3 separate regions of the Mus musculus genome follow, and regions 2 and 3 are each linked to region 1. The links are chromatin contacts, called in public Hi-C and promoter capture Hi-C maps. All regions are on one chromosome and are shown on one strand. Each heading gives the region's core, a stretch centred on a gene start, on an enhancer-like site or on the middle of the called end of the contact. The rest is flanking DNA. Distances are from core to core; before and after follow the strand shown.

Region 1 (4,397 bases), core at 554-3,053:
GATAAGAGCATTGACTGCCCTTCCAAAGTCCTGAGTTCAAATCCCCAGTAAACACATGGTGGCTCACAACCACCTGTAATGAGACCTGATGCCCTCTTCTGGTGTGTCTGAAGACAGCTACAGAGTACTTACATATAATAAATAAATAAATCTTTTAAAAAAAAGTACAAAACTAGAAAATGACTCCTGTTTATACAGTTTATGGTGGCCCCTGTCCACTGAATCAAGGATCTCTCCTAGCCACCAGAGAACAGCTGCGCCCAGTTCCACTGTTCACAGACCCTAGGCCCCAGCCAAACTGCACAACTCACCATCTGGAGACATATGTTCCTCTGCCCAAAATAACCTACCCTATCTCCACCTGTTAACATCTATCCTCCAAGGATTACCCAATACATAGTACTGGGACAATGGGTTAGTCATTTGAAGGAAATTCCTTAGATTCTTTACTTCATCCCAGACATCATGATATATTTCAGATAAACATAGTCCTATACTTAAAAATCAAACCATAAAACCACTCAAAAATATGTCCTTACTAAAAAATTACAAGAGAAGACTCTAGGCTTAGATGCAAATGAAATTTCAGCGGAAACAAAATAACAAAGCTGGCCCATCAGGCAGAATACAGGCTAGAGGGGCGGTTAACTGCTCATCACACAAGCATTAAGACACAAGCTTGAAAACCTAGCAGCTGCATAAAAGAGCAGGGTGCAGCAGGGGGTGGGGGTGGGGGATCCCTAGGGCTCACTGACAGCCAGTTTAGATCAATTCAGTGAGCTCTAAGTTCAGCCAGAGACCCACTCACAAAAAATACGGTGGAGAGTAACACAAACACTCTATTTCCGGCCTCCACATACACGTACATGTATAGCCACACAGAAACAAATTTAAAACACTTTAGGGCTGGAGAGATGGCTCAGTGGGTAAGAGCACCCGACTGAAGGTCCAGAGTTCAAATCCCAGCAACCACATGGTGGCTCACAACCATCCGTAACAAGATCTGACTCCCTCTTCTGGTGTGTCTGAAGACAGCTTCAGTGTACTTACATATAATAATAAATAAATCTTTAAAAAAAAAAAAACAACACTTTAGAGGAACCTGGTTAACGAATATTAAACTGATGCAAGAACTCAAGTTTAAGCCAATATAGCTTAGTGAGATCCTATCATTAAAAACACCCAATTGTAAAAAAAAAAAAAACCCAAAAGTTATTTGTGTGAACTCCATTCAGGGAGTTTATAAAATAAGATGGTATTCTGGTTTCTTTGTTTTAGAAACACGGGCTTATTTACTGAAGGATTGCTAGATCCAATCGTTAGGAGTCCGACTTAATCAGTGTACTCGTCCCTGAGGATTAATAATCTAGTAGCATTAGTGAGAAGTAGGATCTCACTGGAGAAAACAGGTTACTGGGGTATGCTCTGGAAAGATCCCTAGCCCCTGGCCCTTTCCTGTCTCTCTGCTTTCCCAGGCGCCAGGAGGTGATTGGCTCCACTGTTGAATAATTCATGTGCTTCTCGGCAAAACGTTCTGCCTTCCCACAGCCCCAAAGCAACAGAGTCATCTAGTCACACACTAAACCCTCTGAAACCGGGAGCGTCAGTAAAGCATCAAGAAAGAGGACCCCAAAACCAGCGGACAGAAACATAGGCTCGCCCGGGGTAGCCGCAGAACGCCTTGCCGGCGCGGCCAGCGACGTCACCTCTGCGCCCCGCCGGCGTGGTGTGTGTGGGTCTTCCGGCCGGGAGGCGGCGGCGGGCGGGGCGGAGTGACGTCACGGGAGGCGCGCGCCGGAAGCGGGCCGTGCCGCACGGAAGCCGCGGGGGCGGGGCGCGGAGGCGATGGGGGGCGGCGGCGACCGGCGATGAGCGGCGGGCGCGCGTGAGGAGCCGGCGGGCGAGGCTGGGGGGCCCCGGAGCGCGAGCCGCAGGGCGGAGGGCGGGGGCGCGAGCGCAGCGGGCGGCGGCGGCGAGGCGGCGGCCGAGAAGATGGCGGACGGCGACAGCGGCAGCGAGCGCGGCGGTGGCGGCGGCGGCGGCGGCGGGCCCGGCGGCTTCCAGCCCGCGCCCCGCGGCGGCGGCGGCGGCGGTGGCGGGCCGGGCGGCGAGCAGGAGACGCAGGAGCTGGCCTCGAAGCGGCTGGACATCCAGAACAAGCGCTTCTACCTGGACGTGAAGCAGAACGCCAAGGGCCGCTTCCTCAAGATCGCCGAGGTGGGCGCGGGCGGCTCCAAGAGCCGCCTCACGCTGTCGATGGCGGTGGCCGCCGAGTTCCGCGACTCGCTGGGCGACTTCATCGAGCACTACGCGCAGCTGGGTCCCAGCAGCCCCGAGCAGCTGGCGGCGGGCGCCGAGGAGGGCGGCGGGCCGCGCCGCGCGCTCAAGAGCGAGTTCCTGGTGCGCGAGAACCGCAAGTACTACCTGGACCTCAAGGAGAACCAGCGCGGCCGCTTCCTGCGCATCCGCCAGACGGTGAACCGCGGCGGCGGCGGCTTCGGCGGGGGGCCCGGGCCCGGCGGCCTGCAGAGCGGCCAGACCATCGCGCTGCCCGCGCAGGGCCTCATCGAGTTCCGCGACGCGCTCGCCAAGCTCATCGACGACTACGGGGGCGACGAGGACGAGCTGGCCGGCGGCCCGGGAGGCGGCGCCGGCGGCCCCGGGGGCGGCCTGTACGGAGAGCTCCCGGAGGGCACCTCCATCACCGTGGACTCGAAGCGCTTCTTCTTCGACGTCGGCTGCAACAAGTACGGGGTGTTCCTGCGAGTGAGCGAGGTGAAGCCGTCCTACCGCAATGCCATCACCGTGCCCTTCAAGGCCTGGGGCAAGTTTGGAGGCGCCTTCTGTCGGTATGCAGATGAAATGAAAGAGATCCAGGAGCGACAGAGGGATAAGCTTTACGAGCGACGCGGCGGGGGCAGCGGTGGCGGCGACGAGTCGGAGGGTGAGGAAGTGGATGAGGATTGAAGCAGGCAGCTTCCCGTACCGGCCTCCCCCAACCCCACCACCATCCCCTTGGCTAGAGAGCGCCCTTTCCTTCTCGTCCCCAGTGAGCTAGTGGAGAGGGATCAGGGGAGGCCGCAGACGAAGAAAACAAAAAAAAAAATAAAATAATATAGTTAAGAGAAATAACCATAAGAAAACAGTCACAGACAATTAGAGAAAAGCAGTTAAGTTCCAAGGAACTGCCAGCAACCTGCAAAGAGGAGCAGCATCTCCTCACCTGCGCAAGAGTCTCAGCTTCTGTTGTTTAAAACCGAGGTTCGGAAATTCATCAGGAAAACACTGGAAGGGATAGATAGATCTTCGAGCGTCTGGGACCAAAACCACACCTGGGTTACCCAGACTCATGCATTGGGAATAGCTGAATTTGTGTTCTTCCTGGGTAATCTGGTCTTAGGATCCCTCCAGGCCTCACTACTATCAGCATCTATCCCTTCACCTCCATCGAAATCAGCATTTTGGATCTAGGTCTTAGTGGAATCTTTGAGAAGAAAGAGGCCTTTTGCAGTTACCCAGTTCTGAGGGTACAGGTTTATGAAAAGGAATGCAACTTTACACAATCATGGACAGGGCAAGAGAAGAATTCAAGAAGCCATTGGAGAATTCGAAAATTAGATCCATTTAAAAAAAATGGTTTTGCATGGAACCTGGACCAAGGCCCCTGTCTTTTCTTTGCAGAATTGTTTTCCGGGATGCAAATGAATTCAGAGATCAAAGCTTGAACTAGAATCCATTACTAAAATAGTTTAAAAGTTGGCAATTTTTTTTTTCAAAAACAAAAGCATTTTTACAATGGGGATTGCTGAGGTGGGCACAAGAAGTCAGGCATAAAGCACAAAGTGGACTGTTTGAGTGGATTGGTTGCTGCTCATTAAAGTTCTTCCCTTGATCTCTTAAGTATGGAGGTCTTTACCAAGAAATGGCTTAGCATGAGTGGGAGCTGAATCCCAGTGGCTCCACCGTATGAACCAGAGAATTATGGCTAATTCGGCTGTTACAGCCACTGGCTGGCTGCATTTTAAACCTTAAAACTTGACTATCTGCAAAAAAGGAACAGTGTGGCTACAAGCCTGAGCTTTAATGAAATAGACATCCTCACAGAGAAGTTGGAAATAACAGAACTGAAGTCTTAATTTACCTTCAGTTTAATCTGTGGATTTATTGAAATACTGACGATCCTCAGGTCCAGAATTCCAGCATCATTTATTCTTTTAAAATAAATTTTTAAGAACTTGATCCATCTTATTCAGTACCTCACAATCAAAGTTGGCAAATGATGGATGAATGATTCAAGCGTTGCACCCGGTAGAAGCTGAATCCATTTGTGAATGGACTGAAGTGAACGCGAATGCTGACTCTATCCTGGAAGCATTTTTATACCATCTTGAAATTTC
Region 2 (4,397 bases), core at 1,271-3,770, 230 kb before region 1:
GGGGGGCTGTTTCTCCATTCCCCACCCCCAACCCATCAGACCAATCCCAAAGCTCTGCAGGTCACATCCAGGGAGAACAAGAAATGCCAACAGATGGAGGTTTATAAACAGACTACCACAGACAGAAAAAGCCAGCCTGGTAGCAGCTCTGAAGACACACTGACAGCCATTACTGCTAAAGCGTAAATTTTAAAGTGAAATGTCACTTATACCCAATAGGATCAACACAAATATAGAAAGCTGTGTACCACCAAGCTGTGGCTAAGCTGGAACCTCCCTCTCAATCTCTGAAAGCAGCAGGTTAGCATCCATCTAATTAAGGATACAAACGGCCAGTACGCAATCCAGGAATCCTGATCCTAGGAATGAATCCAAGAGACGCCCTCTGAGACCACCAGGAAAGGTCTCTGGAGGGTGCTCATCACAGGGTTCACTGCAGAGCAGGGAACTGTGGGCAACTCAAGGATCCTCACTCATGAAAACAGTCAAGCAAGAATACTCTGGGTGAGGAGAAGGAGTGAAGATGGCGAGTGAGGCATGCCTCGGGCGCCTCCCAAGAAAAGCGAGTACTTGTGCTGGACCGTGAGGAACCCGATCACACAAGATGAATATTTTCCTGACCTTTAGGTTCAGCTCAACATTTTGAACTCAGGACTTGTCAAGAGTTCTCCTGTGGCCTGCTCAGTGAGGCGCCCTGGTCCTTCCATCCCATGACTTTCCCCAGGGAGATGCAGATGTCTTTCAACCTCCATGGTTTAGGATGCGAAGACTGCCTTTCTTTTCCTTCATGTCAGACTCAACATAGAAAAGCCCTGAGGATGTAGCCATCCTGCTGACTTCAGGAAGAAAACAAACAACGGACTTGGGTCTTCTGCAGCTTTTTAATTAGAAAGACTCCGTTTGCAAGTAGAAGGAAGAAGTTGAATTTGAAACAAGTGCTTAGGCTGTGTGGCATGAATTGTGTTCTTTTTAAAAGATCCAAACAAAAAGACTAAACAAGTACCAAGTGTGGGTGACTTCGGGGGTTTTTTGGTTTTTTTGTTTCTTTTTTTGTTTTGTTTTGGTTTTTAGCCACTTGAAGTTTTGCCAAGTAACTTTGACATCAGGGAAATGGTCAGAGAGAGCCCTCATAAAACCATCATCAGCCTAGAGGAGAGAGGTCAGGGGTACCCTAGGCTGTGCCTTATGAGCAGTAAAACCAGAGACCTCACTTTTCACAGGGTACCGATGCGACTTTGAACTCATAAGCTAAGTCACTGCACAATGAACTCAAACAGGGATCTATCAAACAATGCAGATCACTATTTAGTGTTAGAACCTTATCTAAAATTTCCAGTTTTTTCACAAAACAAACACTAAACATGTAAGGAAACAGAAAAGCACACACTGGGGGAGGGGAGAGACAAGCAAACCTGCTTTGCCTTTGGGAGGCCCCAAATGTTGGACTTGGCAAAACTTCAAGTGGCTACTATAAATCAGATCGGCAGGCTGAGGAGACGACTCAGTTGGTAGAGCTTGAGCCAGCCCTGCAAGCATGAGAGGTTGAGTTCAATCCTTAGCATTCACGTGAGAACCCACTGGACTGCATGCTTGTAACCCACAGGCTGGGGATGTGGAGGAAGCAGGAGGATCCCTGGGGCTCACTGGCCATCCCATCTAGCTGAAGCAGTAAGCTCCAGGCTCTATCAGAAAACTTGTTTCAAAAAACAACAACAAAAAAGACAGCTAGATGACCAAGGAAGACACCTGACAACTTCTGGCTGCCACCCTGCTGCACACACAAATACATACACATGCATGCAACATGCATACACACAAACACATGAATTCAAAGGGATCTACTTCTCAAGAACTAAGAGAGGATTTCATAATTAATAGAATGAGCATGGACTACCAACAAAGAGACAGAGAGTATACATAAGTCTGAGAGCAAAACAAAATGGAACTCTAGAGTAACCAAAATGAAATCAGTGAGTGACAGCTCAACAGTATGAATGACAGCTCAACAGTGTGAGTGACAGCTCAACAGTATGAATGACAGCTCAACAGTGTGAGTGACAGCTCAACAGTATAAGTGACAGCTCAACAGTATGAATGACAGCTCAACAGTGTGAGTGACAGCTCAACAGTATAAGTGACAGCTCAACAGTGTGAGTAACACCTCAACAGTGTGAATGACAGCTCAACAGTATAAATGACAGCTCAACAGTGTGAATGACAGCTCAGCAGTGTGAGTGACAGCTCAACAGTGTAAGTGACAGCTCAACAGTGTAAGTGACAGCTCAGCAGTGTTACAGCTCAGCAATGTGAGTGACAGCTCAACAGTGTGAATGACAGCTCAGCAGTGTGAGTGACAGCTCAACAGTATGAGTGACAGCTCAACAGTGTGAATGACAGCTCAACAGTGTGAGTGACAGCTCAACAGTATGAATGACAGCTCAACAGTGTGAGTGACAGTTCAGTGCTGTGAGCTGATGAAGATAAAGATCAGGGAAGTTAAAAACAGGTCAATACAGTTTACACACAATCTAAAGAACAGAAGAAAAACAAACCAACTGCCTCAGGAAGTGTGGCACGAATTGTGCACATCTATAAACACAAACATGGGGAGTCAGAGGGGAAGAAAGAGGTCAACTTGCCCAAAAATTAGTTGAAGAGCTTTACTTTCTGCTCCACCACGATGTGAGGTCAGGGTCCATGAGTACAACTTCTGCCACCATCTAACCTTCTATCTCCATGTCTTCCCCTTTGTGAGCACCTAAAACAGACCTCAACAGTGTGTGCATGTGCGTGTGTGTGTGTGTGTGTGTGTGTGTGTGTGTGTGTGAGAGAGAGAGAGAGAGAGAGAGAGAGAGTATGTGTGTGTACATGTGTGTACATGTGTGTGCATGTGTGAGCACTTGTGTTTGTGAATGTGTTTGCATGTGTGTGTGTGGTGTGTGTGTGTGTGTGTGTGTGTAACAATAATAAACAAAGAAAAGAGAGCATCATTTTCAGAAGTGGGAAGGAGATGTGGAAGGAATAGGAAGGAAGATAGGAAAGGAAGAAGTGATGTGATTAAATTTTCATTTTAAAAATGTATTTTAGAATTAAAATAAACCACAGCAATCATGAAATTAGAATACTGCAGAAACTCATTTCGAGGGAGCAGGTGTGTTCTGCTGAGATGGGAGAATCGGCTTCTTGGATGCTCTCTAGACAGAGGAAGTGTGCACAGCTGCCCACTGGGCACTGAGGTTACTATTCTCAGACTTTATCTCCTTGATTCTTTCCATCTGATGACAAAGATCTGGATTTTAACATAAAGATACCTCATGTTTTTTAGTAACTTCCAGGCCAAAAAAATCATCTCATTGTTCTCTGTGAACAAATAATTCATTCTCCAAGAAGGACCTAGTCAGGGCCAGCATCTTCTTGGCTTCCTAGTCTCTAAAAAACATGTTAGGGGTTGAACCCAGGATCATGGGGATCCCTGTGAGCACCCCTACCACTCTGTTTGCCTATACCCCAACATGGAGCAACCAGACTGCAAGTTTTCTGGAAGAGAAAAATCACACGGATATGAACATTAGACCTGGAAGCAAGAAGCATATTGCATAGGCCTGGCAAAAGCCAGTTCAGATCTGCCCAGAGCCTGTCACCCCACTCTAGACTGGATGAAAGACAGATAAGACTGAATACAAATCTGCCCAAAAAAATAAGTAAACACACACACACACACACACACGAACAAGCACACACACACACATGTCACACACATGGATGCACACATCACACAAACACATCACACACACATCACACACACATACATCACACACACAGATGCACACACATGCACATGTCACACACATATCACACACAGACACACACACATCACACACACAAACACAGACACACATATCACACACACACAGACACACACACATCACAAACAAATACAGACACACATATCACACAGACACATACATCACACACAAACACAGACATACACACATCACACACAGACACACATCACACACACACAGATGCACACACACATCACACACAAACACAGACACACACATCACACATATCACACACACATCACACATATCACACACACATCACACACACACAGACACACACATCACATACAAACACAGACACATCACACACATCACACACATTACACACACATCACACACAAACACAGACATACACACATCACACACACAGACATACACACATCACACACACACATCATATACATCACACACAGATACACATCACACACACAGATGCACACATACACGCACACACTCACACATTGGAAAGCTTTACATTTGAGCAACGCATCCTGGTCATGTAATCCAGGAAAGTGACTCCGTGGGGTAGGTACTATTTATAAAACCCCACAT
Region 3 (4,397 bases), core at 684-3,183, 180 kb before region 1:
CCTACCTGCTGGACTCCTCATCCCAGGACCCTGAGAAGCATCAAAGTGTCCCTGTAGAGTACGTTAGAATTTCAAGGAAGCCCCACAGGCCGAGACCTTTATTGTTTGGAAACAAAGGCTCTCCTGATGCTGTTCTCTACAGTGACTAGGCTCAGAATCTAGAGTTCCAGACATCACAGTGTCAACAAAGCATAGGTGGCAGTCAGCGTTCCTGGGAGCTAGGAAGCTCAGCTCATCCCTTGCAGAGCTCAGACCCCACCTTGGCCAGACTGCGTGTGACAGTACATGTTTCATCTCTGACTCCCGGGCTGGCCAGACTCACTGTAGCCAGGTCTGTGAGAAGGCTGAACCTGACCGGCCACTAAGAAGCCTGGTCCCATGGGTGAGGACAGTGGGGACTTCCACAGTAGGATAGGGAGGTGGCTGTTGGGGACTGTGGGGACTTCCACAGTAGGATGGAAAGGTGGCCATTGGGGACCAGGATTGCTACAATTTCATGAGGTTTCTGTCTGTGTTGCTTCCCAGTTCCATACTAGAAACAGTCAGGAGAGACATGGTTTCCTTCCAGATAAACTCTGGACCTCCTTCCTCTAGAAACCAAACTCCTCACCAGGGGAGCCTTGCACTGGAGGCTTGCTGAAATCCCAAAACAGCTCACTGCCTTCTGGAGGTGGTCACAGTCCCAGCCTTCAACATAAAACTACCCCAGCCTGAGCGCCCACTGTAGAACACGAAAAATGGTCTCACTCTGTAAGCAGAGACCTCTTCAAAGGGAGAGAACTAATTGTTGAGTCTGGCCCACCTCTGTCCCAACTCCCAGACCGCATCCCAAGTCATCAACACTGAGGAAGACACTACAAACAGGTCCAACTTCATCTTACAGCCAAGGAGGCTGAACCAGGAGAGTAAGGAAAACTCGGGACCATGGCCCTGGAGGACAGAGCCCCTCCACCTGGAGGGAGGATAGAGCCCCTCCTCCTGGAGGACAGAGCCCCTCCTCCTGGAGGACAGAGCCCCCTCCTGCCAACAGCTTCCCTCACAGTTCTAGCCAAGCACTGGCCTTGCCCAGCAAGCCCTCTCCTATCAAACCCTTCCACAGGCACTCATGCACACACATGCCCACACAGGCACACAGATACAATCAGGCACACCCAGAGCCACAGGTACATGCATACATGTGTGTACACAAGCATATACACATACACATACACATACATGTATCCTCTTATTTATCCTTGGGTAACTTCTTCAGTAAGATACTTCACTTTTTATTCTTTGAAATTTTACATATGTATACAAAGTATTTTGAGCATATCCACTCCTACTCTCCCCGCCCCATTAAACTCCCTCAGGCTCCTTTAATATGTCTCCCTACTAACTTTATTCCCTCCACACCCCTTTCAAAACAAGCTTAATATTTATCCCATTTCTATCTTGTGAAAGCAATGTTTCTCCCTGAGTCCGATTTTCTCACTGGAAAAGGATTCTAGCTACCTGCACCTGTGTGCCATGTGCCCGGGGCAGGATGGGAAAGAAACTCACTACCTCACCAAAGACCCTTCCCTGGACCCCAGAATATCTCTACCCCACAGGGAACTGTGCAGCCCTTGCAGCTCAAAGCCTTTTCCCTCAGCTCTTCTAAGGTTGGAGGAGTTATGAAGACCCTCCACAAAACCTGCAGGATGTGCTGGAGTCAGCGTGCCTGTGTCTTTTCCAAACTCTGGGGGGGGGGGGGGGGGGGGAAGAGCGCAGCCTAGGCTGGACGCGGGAAGGAGAGAGTCCGCGTGGGTCCCAAGGACCCGAGGAGATGGAGTACCCCGACCCAAATGTCTCCTTACCACAAAGCAGCAACAACAGTGGAAGAAGGTGCAGCCGCTGTGCTGGGGTCTTCATGGCCAACTAAGATGCAGCCGGCTTGCAGCAACAGCGACATTCGGAGGTAAGAGGCTTGGGGCGGGACCAGGGCGGGACCTCGGAGAGCCCCAACCCAGGCCACGCCCCCACCCCGCCCCTGACTCCCTCCGTTGCCTAGAATTCTCAGCTTCTCTCTGGAGGGGCAGGTGGTGGGGACAGGAGGTGGGGGTCGCGTTGGGATATAGACTGGAACAGAGGAAGGGGAAGTGCAGTCGGGTGGGAGAGCCAGTCCAGCGTGGCGGGAATGGAGAAGGGGTTCTAACCGGAAGACTGCAGGTTTGGTCTGGGGATGAGCCGGATTAACCTCAGTGTCAAACTGGGAAGCAAGCTGGAGAAATGAAGGGAGTTATGCAGTACAGGTTGATAGAGGGGAGCCAGGCAGAAGACAGACAAGAGGTTGAACTCGGAGAAACCCGGGGTTCATCCTTGCAGGTCCTGTGGGACCCCCCTAAGCCAGGCACATAAATTTAAGCAGAGACAAGTCTGAGAGCCCTGCCTGTCTCCAAGGGACAGAGAAGGGCATGAAGTGGGTTGCTGAGCAGATGGGGGGGGGGGGGGCATTCTTCCAGACTGAGGCACTGGGGAGGGGAGCTTGGGTGTGCACACATGCAAACACAAATGGCTAAGTCTGAAGCTAACTGAGGGCAGGCGGGTCAGTGACGGGGCCTCCAAGGACCTGGCTTCTGGAATCAGCAGGTAGAAAGAAAAGAAAAGGCCTCAGTTTCTCCCACCATAGACTACATCTGTCCCTCAAGCCCAGGACAGCTTCCTGTTCCCAATGTTGGGACCACTCCTCAGAAAGAGAAAAGCAGACCTCTTTGTCCTCCAAAGCTTATTGTCCCCCAGGAAAGCACTTGCTGGTCTGAGAGCTAAGGCCCAGACCTGGGAGGATGGCTTTCCCCACCTAAACAAGCACTTCTGTCTCCCACGCCCCATCACTGAGCTCAGCTCACCTTTCCTGACCTAGAAAGGCTCACTACAACTTTCTGTGAATTTTCACTGAGAAAATTCTGGTCGAAGCCAGAAACAAAAACAAACAAGCAAATAAACAAACAAAACCCTGTAACTACTTTAGGGCTGAAGAGATGTCACAGTGGTTAAGGGCACTTACAGGGGACCTGGGTTTGGTTCCCACAGGTACTGGAGGTAGCGCATGATCATCTGTATCGCCAGCTCCATGGGATCCAGTTCGTTCTGGCCTCTGAGGGTGCCGCACGCAATTGTGCACACCCATACATATAAACCAAAGAAATCTTAAAGATTAAAAAAAATAGCATTTTTAAAAACCAGTTAGCAAAGAGAACCTAGGAAGCCTGGGCTTGCTACAGCAATAACAAAGGAGTCTAATTAAAAGTAAAACTGATTTAACTTGGTCAGTCATCCTCCTTCAAGAGGGGCCAACATCTAGGCCATTATCCCTGCCCCTGTGCTAAGGGGAGGGGGCGCTAATCAGGACAAAAAGGATAAGCCAGCAGGTTGCTCTTATAGAGGGCTGATTGTCCCACAACCTGAAGTCAGAAACGGGAAGGCAGACTCTGTACCACCTTGACTATCGTCAGCAATGACGAACGCACACCTCGGGTGGGCACTACTCGGGCAGCTGAATGCAGGACCTGCTCACTGGCTCTGCTGTGGAGAAAGCTCACTCAGTCCACAGAGGTGAGTCCCAACACCTCAGCTACACAGGGCTGCCCATGCCCCTGGTATGCCCCAAGGGCCTCTAATCCTGCTGAGCCGCAGCCTATGTCACACCTTCAAAGCAGATGAGGAAGGACGGTACCAAAGGGAGGTCAGTGCCATAGCCACCATTCAGCCTTCCTGACGTAGGGACCGCCCGCTCTTCCCATCCCCCTCCCTCCCGGGCCCCCGGGCCCTGGCTAGGCTGCACATGTGGCATGGTACAGAACTGTCTCCTTCACTCGGAGTCACGGCTCCTCTCTCCAGACCTGTCCAGATCCTGCTCTCTATTCTACATAATGACTGACTGACCCCTGGGACCCCAGCGGTGTCAAGCAGGACAGTGTGAGCCAGGGCTGGTCAGAGCCAAGCTGCCTTTGACAGTCTGTCCACCACAGAGATCCTGTGACCATAGGGATACAGGGCTGAGAGACAGAATTCCCTCTCGGAGATAGCAGTCACTGTGGAGAAGCCTCTGAGGACATGACAAGGGACTCATGGCTGTCACAGACTCCCATTGCTCTTCCACAAGATCCTGACTCCTGGCCTGAAGCAGGCATCCGTCTCTGATGGCTGTGACCCTCAGGCTCAGCGGCAGTAAGTGATTAATAACATGGAGCACTCATTTCCTTGCTCAGCACTCGGTAGGGCTGGCTTGGGGGAAAACCCAAGCTGTGTACGGCATCCCTAGGGTAGAGAGCTTACCTGATGGTCCAGACCCGACAGGAACATGGTTGAGGATAGGGCTTGAGCAATGCCAACCAAACCTGCCCCACACACTAGAGCAGGACGAATTCCCCTGCCCT

What was found. Hi-C and Micro-C count contacts between places; a contact is called where the count stands out from the background. Capture Hi-C pulls out chosen DNA fragments and counts their contacts.
Region 2: a Hi-C map of Th1 cells shows a contact between it and region 1, with 2.1 times the contacts expected there. The contact joins the enhancer-like site here to the promoter of Purb in region 1. A contact is called at or near these places in 3 of 484 Hi-C or Micro-C datasets (CD4 T cells, CD8 T cells and Th1 cells), 2 of 115 datasets of contacts at active chromatin or transcription factors (the SCID.adh cell line and memory CD8 T cells) and 1 of 9 other capture datasets (liver).
Region 3: a contact with region 1 is called in a promoter capture Hi-C map of liver. The contact joins the promoter of Ramp3 here to the promoter of Purb in region 1. A contact is called at or near these places in 6 of 39 promoter capture datasets (3T3-L1-derived adipocytes, the SN4741 cell line, fetal liver and 3 more), 2 of 115 datasets of contacts at active chromatin or transcription factors (embryonic forebrain and embryonic stem cells) and 1 of 9 other capture datasets (liver).

Annotation. Positions count from the first base shown.
Region 1 is chr11:6,473,482-6,477,878 of GRCm38.p6, reverse strand. It overlaps Purb (purine rich element binding protein B), which reads left to right and starts at 1,803. Exons shown (of 1, transcript NM_011221.3): 1 at 1,803-4,397. The coding sequence starts at 1,993. The coding sequence ends at 2,967.
Region 2 is chr11:6,699,569-6,703,965 of GRCm38.p6, reverse strand. No RefSeq gene overlaps it. Among named protein-coding and RNA genes, the nearest start is that of Gm39575, 6.9 kb to the right of the region's middle. Within about 2 kb of position 2,520, at least 11 of the 459 cell types and tissues checked have an H3K27ac peak or open chromatin away from gene starts, as enhancers often do. A contact at or near this core is called in Th1 cells and memory CD8 T cells, where this site is marked.
Region 3 is chr11:6,656,069-6,660,465 of GRCm38.p6, reverse strand. Ramp3 (receptor (calcitonin) activity modifying protein 3) reads right to left here and starts at 1,933. Exons shown (of 3, transcript NM_019511.3): 1 at 1,839-1,933. The coding sequence starts at 1,893. It also overlaps the pseudogene Gm11978.